3 separate regions of the Pan troglodytes genome follow, and regions 2 and 3 are each linked to region 1. Evidence: chromatin contacts called from public Hi-C data. All regions are on one chromosome and are shown on one strand. Each heading gives the region's core, a stretch centred on a gene start, on an enhancer-like site or on the middle of the called end of the contact. The rest is flanking DNA. Distances are from core to core; before and after follow the strand shown.

Region 1 (3,497 bases), core at 423-2,922:
CAGAGAGCTGATTGGTCCGTTTTGACAGGGTGCTGACTGGTGATTTACAATCCCTGAGCTAGACACAAAGTTCGCCACCTCCCCACCAGAGTAGCTAGATACAGAGTGTCCACTGGTGCATTCACAAACCCTGAGCTAGACACGGGGTGCTGATTGGTGTGTTTACAAACCTTGAGTTAGATACAGAGTGCCGATTGGTGTATTTACAATCCTTTAGCTAGACATAAAGGTTCTCCAAGGCCCCACCAGACTCAGGAGCCCAGCTGGCTTCACCCAGTGGATCCCGCAGCCGGCCGCAGGTGGAGCTGCCTGCCAGTCCCGCGCCGTGCGCCCGCACTCCTCAGCCCCTGGGTGGTCGATGGGACTGGGCGCCGTGGAGTAGGTGGCAGCGCTCGTCGGGGAGACTCCAGCCGCACAGGAGCCCACAGAGTCGGGGGAGGCTCAGGCATGGCAGGCTGCAGGTCCCGAGCCCTGCCCCGCAGGGAAGCAGCTAAGGCCGAGCGAGAAATTGAGCACACCTGCTGGCCCAGGTGCTAAGCCCCTCACTGCCCGGGGATTGCGGGCTGGCCGGCTGCTCCGAGTGCGGGCCCGCTGAGCCCACGCCCACCCGGAACTCGCGCTGGCCCGCAAGCGCTGCTCGCAGCCCCGGTTCCCGCCTGCGCGTCTCCCTCCACACCTCCCTGTGAGCTGAGGGACAGGCTCCGGCCTTGGCCAGCCCAGAAAGGGGCTCCGTCAGTGCAGCGGCGGGCTGGAGGGCTCCTCAAGCGGGGCCGGAGTGGGCGCCAAGGCCGAGGAGGCGCCGAAAGCGAGCGAGGGCTGCCAGCAGGTTGTCACCTGTCAATACCACTGATTCATAAATAGAAGCTATGTCGCCCTGGGAAGAAGCTATAAGCTGAATCCACTCCTCGTTGTGGCTGAAATATGTCTCACTTTTGAGCTTTCAAAGGATGCAATCTGGTTTATTCAGAGGATAGAGGTAAGAAAGTATCAAACTACTTGCAATAGCTATGTACTAAAGGTATTTAAGGGTGCTTCACAGAAAACTGAGATAGGAACTGCGAGCTGCACAAAAGGTGGTATTCAATCCAGACATCAGGTTCATCAAGACCCGTGAGATCCTACCCGTGCCAGAGACAAAATCTTCATTGAAAACTTTCATTATTTACTTGTTCAACAGGGACTAAAAAGTCCCAGCCTAGTGTTAACTGGTTCATCTGGTGACCTGATCTGGCCCTCTGTGACCCCAGTTACTAAGTGAAATCTAACAGAAGTGAACCATGACCCATTTGTTTTCCAAGCATGCAATTTGGTTCATGAATCTAGAAAACAATAGTGTGAAAAGCCTTTCACTTTCTAACTTTGGAAAATGATTATTTTTTAAAAACCTAATTAGATACCATGTTTCCTCTCTCTCTTTTTTTTAAATAAGTTAGTTTAGTTAGAAAAGGCATTTCTGTGATGCATCTAATGGACTTGCTTGCTGCAGTGTGCTGGTAGAAATCTATAAAGAGTAAGTGCTGGGGGTGGGCCTGGAGTGGTGGGGAGAAGGAAAGCAAGCCACATCTCCTGATGCACAGTTCTAAAGAATCCAGTGGTTCTTGAGTGTATATACAGAGTACATATGAGTCAACAAGTAGACAAAGAAAATCCAGACCTTTGATGACCCCTGGTGAATAAACTAAGCACTGCATTGAAATGCAGCTAGAGCCACAGACTTCCCTTGCAGGCAAGCCTCTGGAATGGCTCCTCTCTCGAGTAAGGCAAAAGGTTTTTTCTCCCCCAAATGCCTGTTTCATTTGTATTACAGACATACCTTACATACTTGAGGCATCGTTATCCTTCTGAACAATTCTCATGTTGGTGATCTCTGTTGGTAGAGACTAAGAAATGTGTATCCAACACTACTTTCTATTGGTGCTGTGACCTCTTAGACCCCAACAGTGTTATTCACGGAACACTGAAGAATTCAGTGACCTCCATAAAGCAAGATCTGTAACTATCTTTCAGATTAGGTATCTATTTAGTATTTTTATGGAATAATTATAAAGAATAAATCAACCATCTTACATCACTCAAATTTAAGATCAGAGTTTACAGATAATCACTTGTCTATAACTGCTGAGTACCAGGTAAAATACTCTTCTAGGCAGCAAAAGTCTGCATTTTTGTAAACAGCTATGTGTGACCAGCATGTGGTACATGCGAGCCAGAAAGCAGGCTGTATTTTGTCAGCTTGTAGAAGAGAAGGGAAATTTCCCATTGTAAAAGAAGGAAGCAGAGAGGGGAGGTGCAGAGACTGAAATATTTTTATTGTACACCCCAGGCACCCAATTATAAAAGAAATGCCAAATCCCTATTTGTAATAATCCAGAATGGAACCTACCTGGTAAAGTTATATAGAGTGGAATACAAAACAGTTTATACTGTTAATACAGTTTAGCTTATCAGTTATTTGCGTACCATAACTATTGGCTTTTAAGTTTTTGTTGCCTGAACAGGAAATATTTTTTATATCTCTCAGATTGGTGTACACAGGGTGCTGAATTGCTGAATTTATTCCTGCTCCCTTCACCCTTTTTAATCACCACAGACTAAGGAGTGCCTTTTTTCTCTGCTATGGTTTGAATGTTCCCTCCAAAACCCATGCTGACATTTAATTTCCAATAAAATGTTATTGGGGAGTGGGGCCTTTGAGAAGTGATGAGGTCATGAGGGCTCTGCCTGGTGAATGGATTAATGCTGTTACAGGAGTGGTTAGTTATCTCAGAAGTGGGGTCCTGATCAAAGGGTAAGTTTGGCCCCCATTTTCTCTCCACCTCATGCACTTGCTTGCCACGTAATGCCTTCTGTCACGGATGATGCATGGGAAGGCCCTCACCAGATGCTGGGGCCATGCTATTGGACTTTGTAGCCTCCAGAGCTGTGAGCCAAATCAACTTCTTTTTTTAAATGAATTACCCAGCCTGTGATATTCTGTTAAAACAGCAGAAAATGGACTAATAAAATCTCTTTAAAAATGAACTAAATTAAATTTTTAAAGAAATACAAAGCATTACGTATTCCAAATATGTGCTTCAGCTTCATGGGTAGGCATCTCAGTCTCTCCACTGGGATTACAGGGGCTCAAGTAAACATAAGTCATCACTTTCTTATGTGGCCTTCAGCATAGTCCTTCTGGATGAGGAGGTTGGCATTCAGGAAATTTAATCAAAAGCCAGAGGTCTAAAATTTCAAAGGTGGAAAGTATCTTAGAAGTTGTTTAGTTTAATTCCTCCGCTTAGTTTGAACATGAGAAAACTGAAACCTAGAATTGGGTGATGTTTCTAATACAGCACAACTAAACACAGATCTGTTTCTTCCCAGTCTAGCTGTCTGTCCTTTCCATCACTCTGCCTTCTTTGGGGCACGTTGAACATTCTGTGTCTTTATAGAGGACAGCTATGTCACCCTTGGGAGTATCGAGTAAATTGTTAAATTAGAAAATGAAGTGAAGAGGG
Region 2 (3,497 bases), core at 332-2,831, 360 kb before region 1:
GATGTGCAAGAATTTGAGTGCCTGGCCTGCACTGAATATGAAGCTCATTGTATAACCTAGGAATAGCTAATGGCCAAACAGTTCTGGGGCAGATTCTACCCTCTACTGCCGTAATCAAGGACAAGCCAGGCAAGACTGGAAAAACGCCCTGTGGAGTAGAAACCCTGCTCATGAAAATCAGTTGCCCTGTGTTGCTGCCAGTTGACAAGGACTGTGGTAAGCAGACCTACCTCAAACACCGTTTCCTTGAGAGGTGAAGGGGGTGTGAAGGTTGTACGATGTACGCCCGGGGGTCAAGATGATCCAACGGAAGGCCTGGCTGCAGGTATTGCCACTGAGGAGCCTTGTGTTATCTGCCCCCTCACTTTATCTTTCTTTGATATTTGTAATGTATTTTAATGCCCCTAGATTTCTCTCTTTTGTTGACATTAGTATTTCAGTTTTCAGCCAACTACAAAATATGTCCTACTCAGGGCCAGGATAAGTGTCAGAAATCTAAGGGAGTGCCAAAAGCTCAATAATAAAGGTAAATAATATTTTAATGTAATATTTAATCAGTATTAATTTTTAAAATCCTTGGTGAACAAAATATCAAAATTTTAAATGGGGTAGAATACACATTAGTGATTTATCCTTTCCCTTAGCTCCAGTATGGTACAACAGGGCAGTATTAAATCATCTTGTCTTTATTTAAAATTTTGATAATTTGTTCATCATGCATTTTTTTGTACTAATGTTGATTATTTTAAATATTGCATCAAAATGTTTTTTATCCTGATTACTGAGTTTTTGGAGCCCCCTTAAATGATTCACCTATGGGGAATACATCATGCCTCACCCTCATCTGAGCTCTGGCACTTACCTCTGTGTCTCTAGTGCCTAGCACAATACCTGAGACATGGTGGGTGCTCAGGAAATGCTTACGAATGCAAGAATGCTGGAAAAATAAATGGGAAAACTAATATGTGAGGTGTCTTAGAATTGGAAGACAGGATAGTACAGGAACCACAGCACGCAGTTTTCAACCCAGTCATAAAGCCAGCTTGCAGGGGGGTTCCAATATAGTTAGTCATTGAATTTGACAAGCAGGCAGATTCCTGCACAAACACTTTTACAATAGCATTTTCCAAATGGATCCTGTATGTCACCTTCTTAAATCATTGTGCATATTTTCCACCCTTAAGGAGGAGAGTATTCAGAGTATCCTTTCTTTTTTCAACAAGTGTCTGTTAAATAACTACCTTTTTCTTATTTCTTCTATTTTCTTCCCTTTTTTTAAATTTTGAGAGAGCAGTGTTGATGTTTACTTATCAGCAGCTCTGATTCATTGAATTTCTCTTACATGTTGGGTGTTGGGTGCTTTGAATGATTACAGCAACCTGATTCAGGTAGGTTTTCTTTTTTCTTTTTTTTTTTTTTTCACATCCATCTTTCAAAGGTAGAAAAGGCCTTTCCTTATTTTGAGTGGATTTAAAACTAGAGTTTTAAGCTAGGTTTCTCTGGCTCCATAGCCATGCTCTTCCCAGCACTGGGGACATGCTTGGGGATAAAGGCATTCCTCTGGTTGTGACTTTAACGGCATCCCAAAGGCAGAGGAACAGAATGCGGACTTTGAAACTGCCCTGACCTCCGCTGATTACAGGAACATTCCTGGACATGCAGATGAGAATCTTCCTCTTATCAGTGGGATGAACTGCTCCAGACTTGTAGAGGCTTTCAGGTGGTGGGCTCCCTTTTTGCTTTCTTCACTATGGCTTGCAAATCCTGCAGTTGAAGGAGGCAGCATACCTCTCAGAGGAAGTACAAGACAGTCTTTTTCCTAGTTTGCCTTTGACTAGGATCTTAAGCCTGTCAGGCTCTTTGGGCTTCAATCTTTTAGTTTGCAAAGAGGGAATAATTCTAATACCTTTCACTTACCACCCATGTTGACTACTGTTGAGTATGTGCAAGGCATAAATGTCATCTGTGCAAAATTTAAATGTTTGGAATTTACTCCAAAAGCAATGGGACCCTATTTCAGGGAATCAGAGAAGGTAATGATGATACAAGCTGAAACCAAACCACAGTAGAATGTAAGTGCAGGAAACCCTCCTTTAGTATGAAATACCTTGTTTGCATTAAGCCGTTTTACCTTGGAAGAGTTTGGTTCCATTTAGCAATTTCCTAAAGAAGCAAGGCTATATTTTCAGCCAAAGACCTGGAAAACATTTGTTTTTAAGAAAAGGTAGCTTAATCATTTTTCTGATGTTGTGGGGTAGGGCGGGGAACAGAGGGGAGGCATTTCAAAGCACAGACTTCTCTTATTCTGATCATCCAATGCCCTCTCTGAGTTCTAAAGTAGCTAAACACATTCTTAGTAGTTTCACTGAAAGAAAGGACAGCCTGGAGCCAAAACTTTCATGCCAAACTTTAAGCTAGGGCAGATTTTTATAGCCATGTTAGAAACCTCTGAAAGAAGGGGGATTATAGTGAAAAATGCTGACCTGTCCTTAACCTAACAGCAGGAATGGCAGCACCACAATCATAATGGTTTCTCCACCGCTTTACACTGCCTGGCTGGCAAAGATCTCTTGGCTTCCTTTTGCGGCCCGATCTGTAGATGGGACAGCTAGGTAAATACCAGGCAGCCTGTGGTGGTTCCTGTGTTTTGCTCGTGCTGTTATTGGGCCACATAGATCTCCAGAGAGCCTTGAGGCCATGCAAGAAGAATTATACTGTTACAGAATCAGAAGATTTGGAAGTGCACTTGAGTTGTCGAGATCAGAAATTGTCAGACAAACCCCTACTGAACCCAGGGGTTTCCCAGAAGAATGGGTCAGGAGCAGGACTTTGCAGAAGCATCTGGTGGAATGGGGCCAGGCAGGTAGGGGCAGGATACTCCATACCTCCATTTTAGCCAAAGCACCACTGCTTTGATACATATTGGGTTTGACATAATATTATATTTGCAAAAAGGATTGTATTGAAAAAAATGATTTTAAGACCACTGGTCTGGTGCAACTTACTTTCGGTCCAGAAATTTCTTTTACAAATTCTTAGGCCAGAGATAATTCATTCTCAATTTACTTAGCTCCAGCAATGGGGGACCATATCATTCAGGGTCCATTGAAGAGACTGGAATCACACCAGTCATTTTAACAGAGAGCTCACTATAAAGAATTGTGAACTAGGTATCAGAAAACTGGGAAAGTAAAAAAGGGAAGAAAGTGACTGCATAAAATAGCTGTTCCCTCTTGAGATAGGAACAAAGGAAAGAGGTTGGAATTATGAAAACTTAGAAGCTCAGAGGAAGGTATGGAGCTGGGAACCAGATTTCTGAGGAAGAGGCTGCTAAGGAGGCTGGTTCTGGGAGTGTTGGCAAAATGACAAACTTGAATCCACTGCTGCTGCCAAGATGAAGAACCGTTAGTGGAGGGACGCTGACAAGAGAACAGGACCAGCCAGCCCTTTCTGTCTCCTTCAGTTACCCCCCAGCGCCCCCTGTTGGTAGAGGCCGA
Region 3 (3,497 bases), core at 351-2,850, 260 kb after region 1:
TATTGTTTTCATCCTTATTGGGTGTCCTGGAAAAATACCCAAGTTGATCCTTAAATTTGAAAAAAGAAAATTCAAAACCAAGTATTTAGTTCTAGATTCTAATGGTACTAGACTAGAAAATAGAAGATTGGTAGGTAAAGAAAATAATGTATATGAAATAGTATATGAACACAGAAGCATAACGTCTTTGTGTTCCTACATTGAACACAAACTCAGTATGCATTTTCTGTCTTTTTGCAGCAGTTCAACTTTGGACATGTATTTCTTTCTTTCTCTTTTTGTTAAATAAATGAACAGAATTTATCCCTTGATCATCTGTAACATAGTTTCATTGTAACCAATAGTCTGGGCTTTCACTTGAATGTTTTTTTAATGAATTTATCTGGAGATGCTTTGCATTTTTCTAAATTTTGGCTACACTAATTAGAGAGTGGGTATTACGAAAAAGTGACAGGCAGTTTTAAAAAATATTAAATGAATTGGTTTTGAAAAGGGATACAACTATGTAGTTTTACATTTTTCAACTTGTTTTTACATTGCCCTTTAGAATGTTTAATATTTTGTAATGAAAGTATGTGGTTTTTCTTTTTTTTCTTTTTTCTTTTTTTTTTTTTCAAAAGGAAAACAATCGGGTAAAAATGTGAGAAATATTTTCAGTTGTCCAAAGCTAATGTTGACTTAAATACGTCTAGGTCTTCATGGTTGACAGCTGCAGATAATTAGCTTTTTCTTTCTTAACAAAGAAAGCAAATGGAGCTGCAAGACATTCATTGCCTTTTCTGTCATCATAATAATAATGTATGTATTTAACTCCTGCAGTTCCTTAAATTGATTTAGTGCTAAGCTGCCTACATTACATATAATAGGAATGACAAGTGAAAGCTGCAGCACATATTTGCGTGGCAAAAGGGAGCAGTGATTGACAGCAAAGTTTCTCTCTACAAGAAATAGCAGTGTTGTGGAGCTCAAAAAGGGCCAGATACATAATTCTTAAAATTGTAGAGCAGATTCATGAAATGAATTTTAAAAAGTGATTGCCACTTGGTGTACTTGAGTGTCTTTGTGTTTTTGGCTCTGGGTGAGGGGCACAGATGGACAGAATCTCACCTGACTGCCAAATATCAATAAATTCCTTTTAAGTATGTTAGTATTTGTAATTTAAGAATGATACTTACAAATTTTAGATCAAATTGTGTCTCTGTACTCAGTAACTGAGTCCTTTAGCTGTAACAATTCACTGTATTTGAAGAAGCCGAGTAATACATCTATTCAAATAAAGATTTTGAAGGCCCTAAATTGAGTTATCTTTCATGGAAAATACCCATTTTTACATGTCTGTAAAACTTGAGGTATCATTTCTGGAAAGGTAATCACATAGGATTGGTAGTTTCTTTTGGTCAGACAGTGGCTAAATGCGATCATCTTTCAAAAGTACTCAAAAAATATTCTGGCTTTCTTTTGTTCCCATGACACATACCCAGAAGCCGTGGTTGAATGGACACTTGGTGATTGCTGCTGCATGATGCTCTGTGATGAGCCTAGAGTGCTGGGCTTCATATTACACCATGGAAATGTTTCTTATTTTGTTGACAACTCTGTGTCTGTGGGAGGCCGGGAGGGGAAGCCCTATGTGTGCTTGTACACTGGCAGCCTCTACTGGCCATTGCAAAGAGCAGCATTGACCTCTGTTCTTTCCATTCCAGGTTGCATATGCTTTTACTTGGGTTTAGCTCTTTCTTCTTTGGTCCTCACCCTCTTTGTTGTCCTCTTTTCAAGACTAGTTATTCTGTTGGATGTCTTGATTTATAATTATTAAAGAGCTACTAGTCCAGTATTTTCATTAATAAATTAATATCATAAGTGAATGGAATTCTTCAGGACCTTAGAAGAAGTTATGAATATAACCTTTCCTTGAGAAATAATTTTCATGTAAGAGGGAAGATAGATTTATCTTTATGTAGCTTTTAAAATACTTTCTCAGTTGCAAGCCTTAATGTATGATATAGAGATTAGTCATTTACTTATGACTGACAAAAAACCCTGATGCCCTGAAAGAAAGCCTTGGCTCAGTGATACTTAATTACACACACACGTACATACACACACACACATATATATGTGTGTGTGTGTATATATATGTATATATAATATATATTGTATATACATATATACATTATATATGTATATACATATATACCTAATATGTATGTGTGTATATACATATATACTTATATGTATGTGTGTATATACATATATACTTATATGTGTGTGTATATACATATATACTTATATGTATGTGTGTATATACATATATACTTATATGTATGTGTGTATATACATATATACTTATATGTATGTGTGTATATACATATATACTTATATGTATGTGTGTATATACATATATACTTATATGTATGTGTGTATATACATATATACTTATATATGTGTGTATATACATATATACTTATATATGTGTGTATATACATATATACTTATATATGTGTGTATATACATATATACTTATATATGTGTGTATATACATATATACTTATATATGTGTGTATATACATATATACTTATATATGTGTGTATATACATATATACTTATATATGTGTGTATATACATATATACTTATATATGTATGTATATACATATATATATATATAATTCTTTAGATTTAGGTATATCAGCTTTCTCTTAGAGGTTTCCAGGAAGTAGGCATAAACTCTTATTGGGCTTTATGCATATGAATACCTCCGGGGGTTGGATAGAGGGTGGTGTCTAAGCTTTAAGTCTAGACAGAAAATGATAAGTATTTGTAAATAAAAGATCCAAGGATGGTAGTAAACTGGATTATTCTGTTTCAGGGATAGAAACTTATAAAATGTTTGATCTAATATCTTTGACTTCGGGCAATAATTTTACCACAGTAGATGATTTCTCCAATAAAATAGACTCATTTCTTGACATTTACATTTTATGAGTGGCTCTACTTACTAATCACCTAGTTATCTTTGAATCTCTTGGTATTTTCAAATAAGACATCTAATTGAATCTTTTTATACAAAGTCTCGTATCCATTGGCTTCCATTCCTACTGCTACCACCAATTCCTAGATTATTACAGTAACTTTAGGTTAGTGCAAAAGTAATTGGCAAAAGCCACAATTACTTTTGTGCCAACCTATACTAATAGATTTCATTTTTTCCATGTTCTTTATCTTTTAATTCAGCCCATACAACCTAGCCATATGCATTTGACTAAAACATTGCTTTTATTGCATCACATTTTTTTCTTTTAATAATTTATTATTTGCTTGAGAAAATGAAAAGGACTAAAGGATATAGCCAGTAGAGCAAGACAAGGAGCATGGAGCTAGGAATAGGAAGATGTGGGATTTTTGCTTTGATTTTGGCTATATGACCTTAAGCATATATGTATACCTTCCTGAGTCTCTGTTTTTCTATTATTTAAAATTATTTGTTGCCAAGATTGG

The links. A called contact is a pair of places that touch in the nucleus more often than the background predicts.
Region 2: a Hi-C map of stem cell-derived neural progenitor cells shows a contact between it and region 1, with 4 times the contacts expected there. The contact joins two enhancer-like sites. A contact is called at or near these places in 3 of 7 Hi-C or Micro-C datasets (blood, induced pluripotent stem cells and stem cell-derived neural progenitor cells).
Region 3: a contact with region 1 is called in a Hi-C map of induced pluripotent stem cells, with 2.3 times the contacts expected there. The contact joins two enhancer-like sites. A contact is called at or near these places in 2 of 7 Hi-C or Micro-C datasets (induced pluripotent stem cells and stem cell-derived neural progenitor cells) and 1 of 1 other capture datasets (stem cell-derived neural stem cells).

Annotation. Positions count from the first base shown.
Region 1 is chr11:112,200,414-112,203,910 of NHGRI_mPanTro3-v2.0_pri, forward strand. No RefSeq gene overlaps it. Among named protein-coding and RNA genes, the nearest start is that of RFX3, 240 kb to the right of the region's middle. Within about 2 kb of position 1,673, at least 5 of the 24 cell types and tissues checked have an H3K27ac peak or open chromatin away from gene starts, as enhancers often do. A contact at or near this core is called in induced pluripotent stem cells and stem cell-derived neural progenitor cells, where this site is marked.
Region 2 is chr11:111,836,105-111,839,601 of NHGRI_mPanTro3-v2.0_pri, forward strand. All of the region lies in intron 5 of GLIS3 (GLIS family zinc finger 3), which reads left to right. Among named protein-coding and RNA genes, the nearest start is that of SLC1A1, 420 kb to the left of the region's middle. Within about 2 kb of position 1,582, at least 4 of the 24 cell types and tissues checked have an H3K27ac peak or open chromatin away from gene starts, as enhancers often do. A contact at or near this core is called in stem cell-derived neural progenitor cells, where this site is marked.
Region 3 is chr11:112,464,596-112,468,092 of NHGRI_mPanTro3-v2.0_pri, forward strand. All of the region lies in intron 2 of RFX3 (regulatory factor X3), which reads left to right. Among named protein-coding and RNA genes, the nearest start is that of RFX3, 22 kb to the left of the region's middle. Within about 2 kb of position 1,601, at least 3 of the 24 cell types and tissues checked have an H3K27ac peak or open chromatin away from gene starts, as enhancers often do. A contact at or near this core is called in induced pluripotent stem cells, where this site is marked.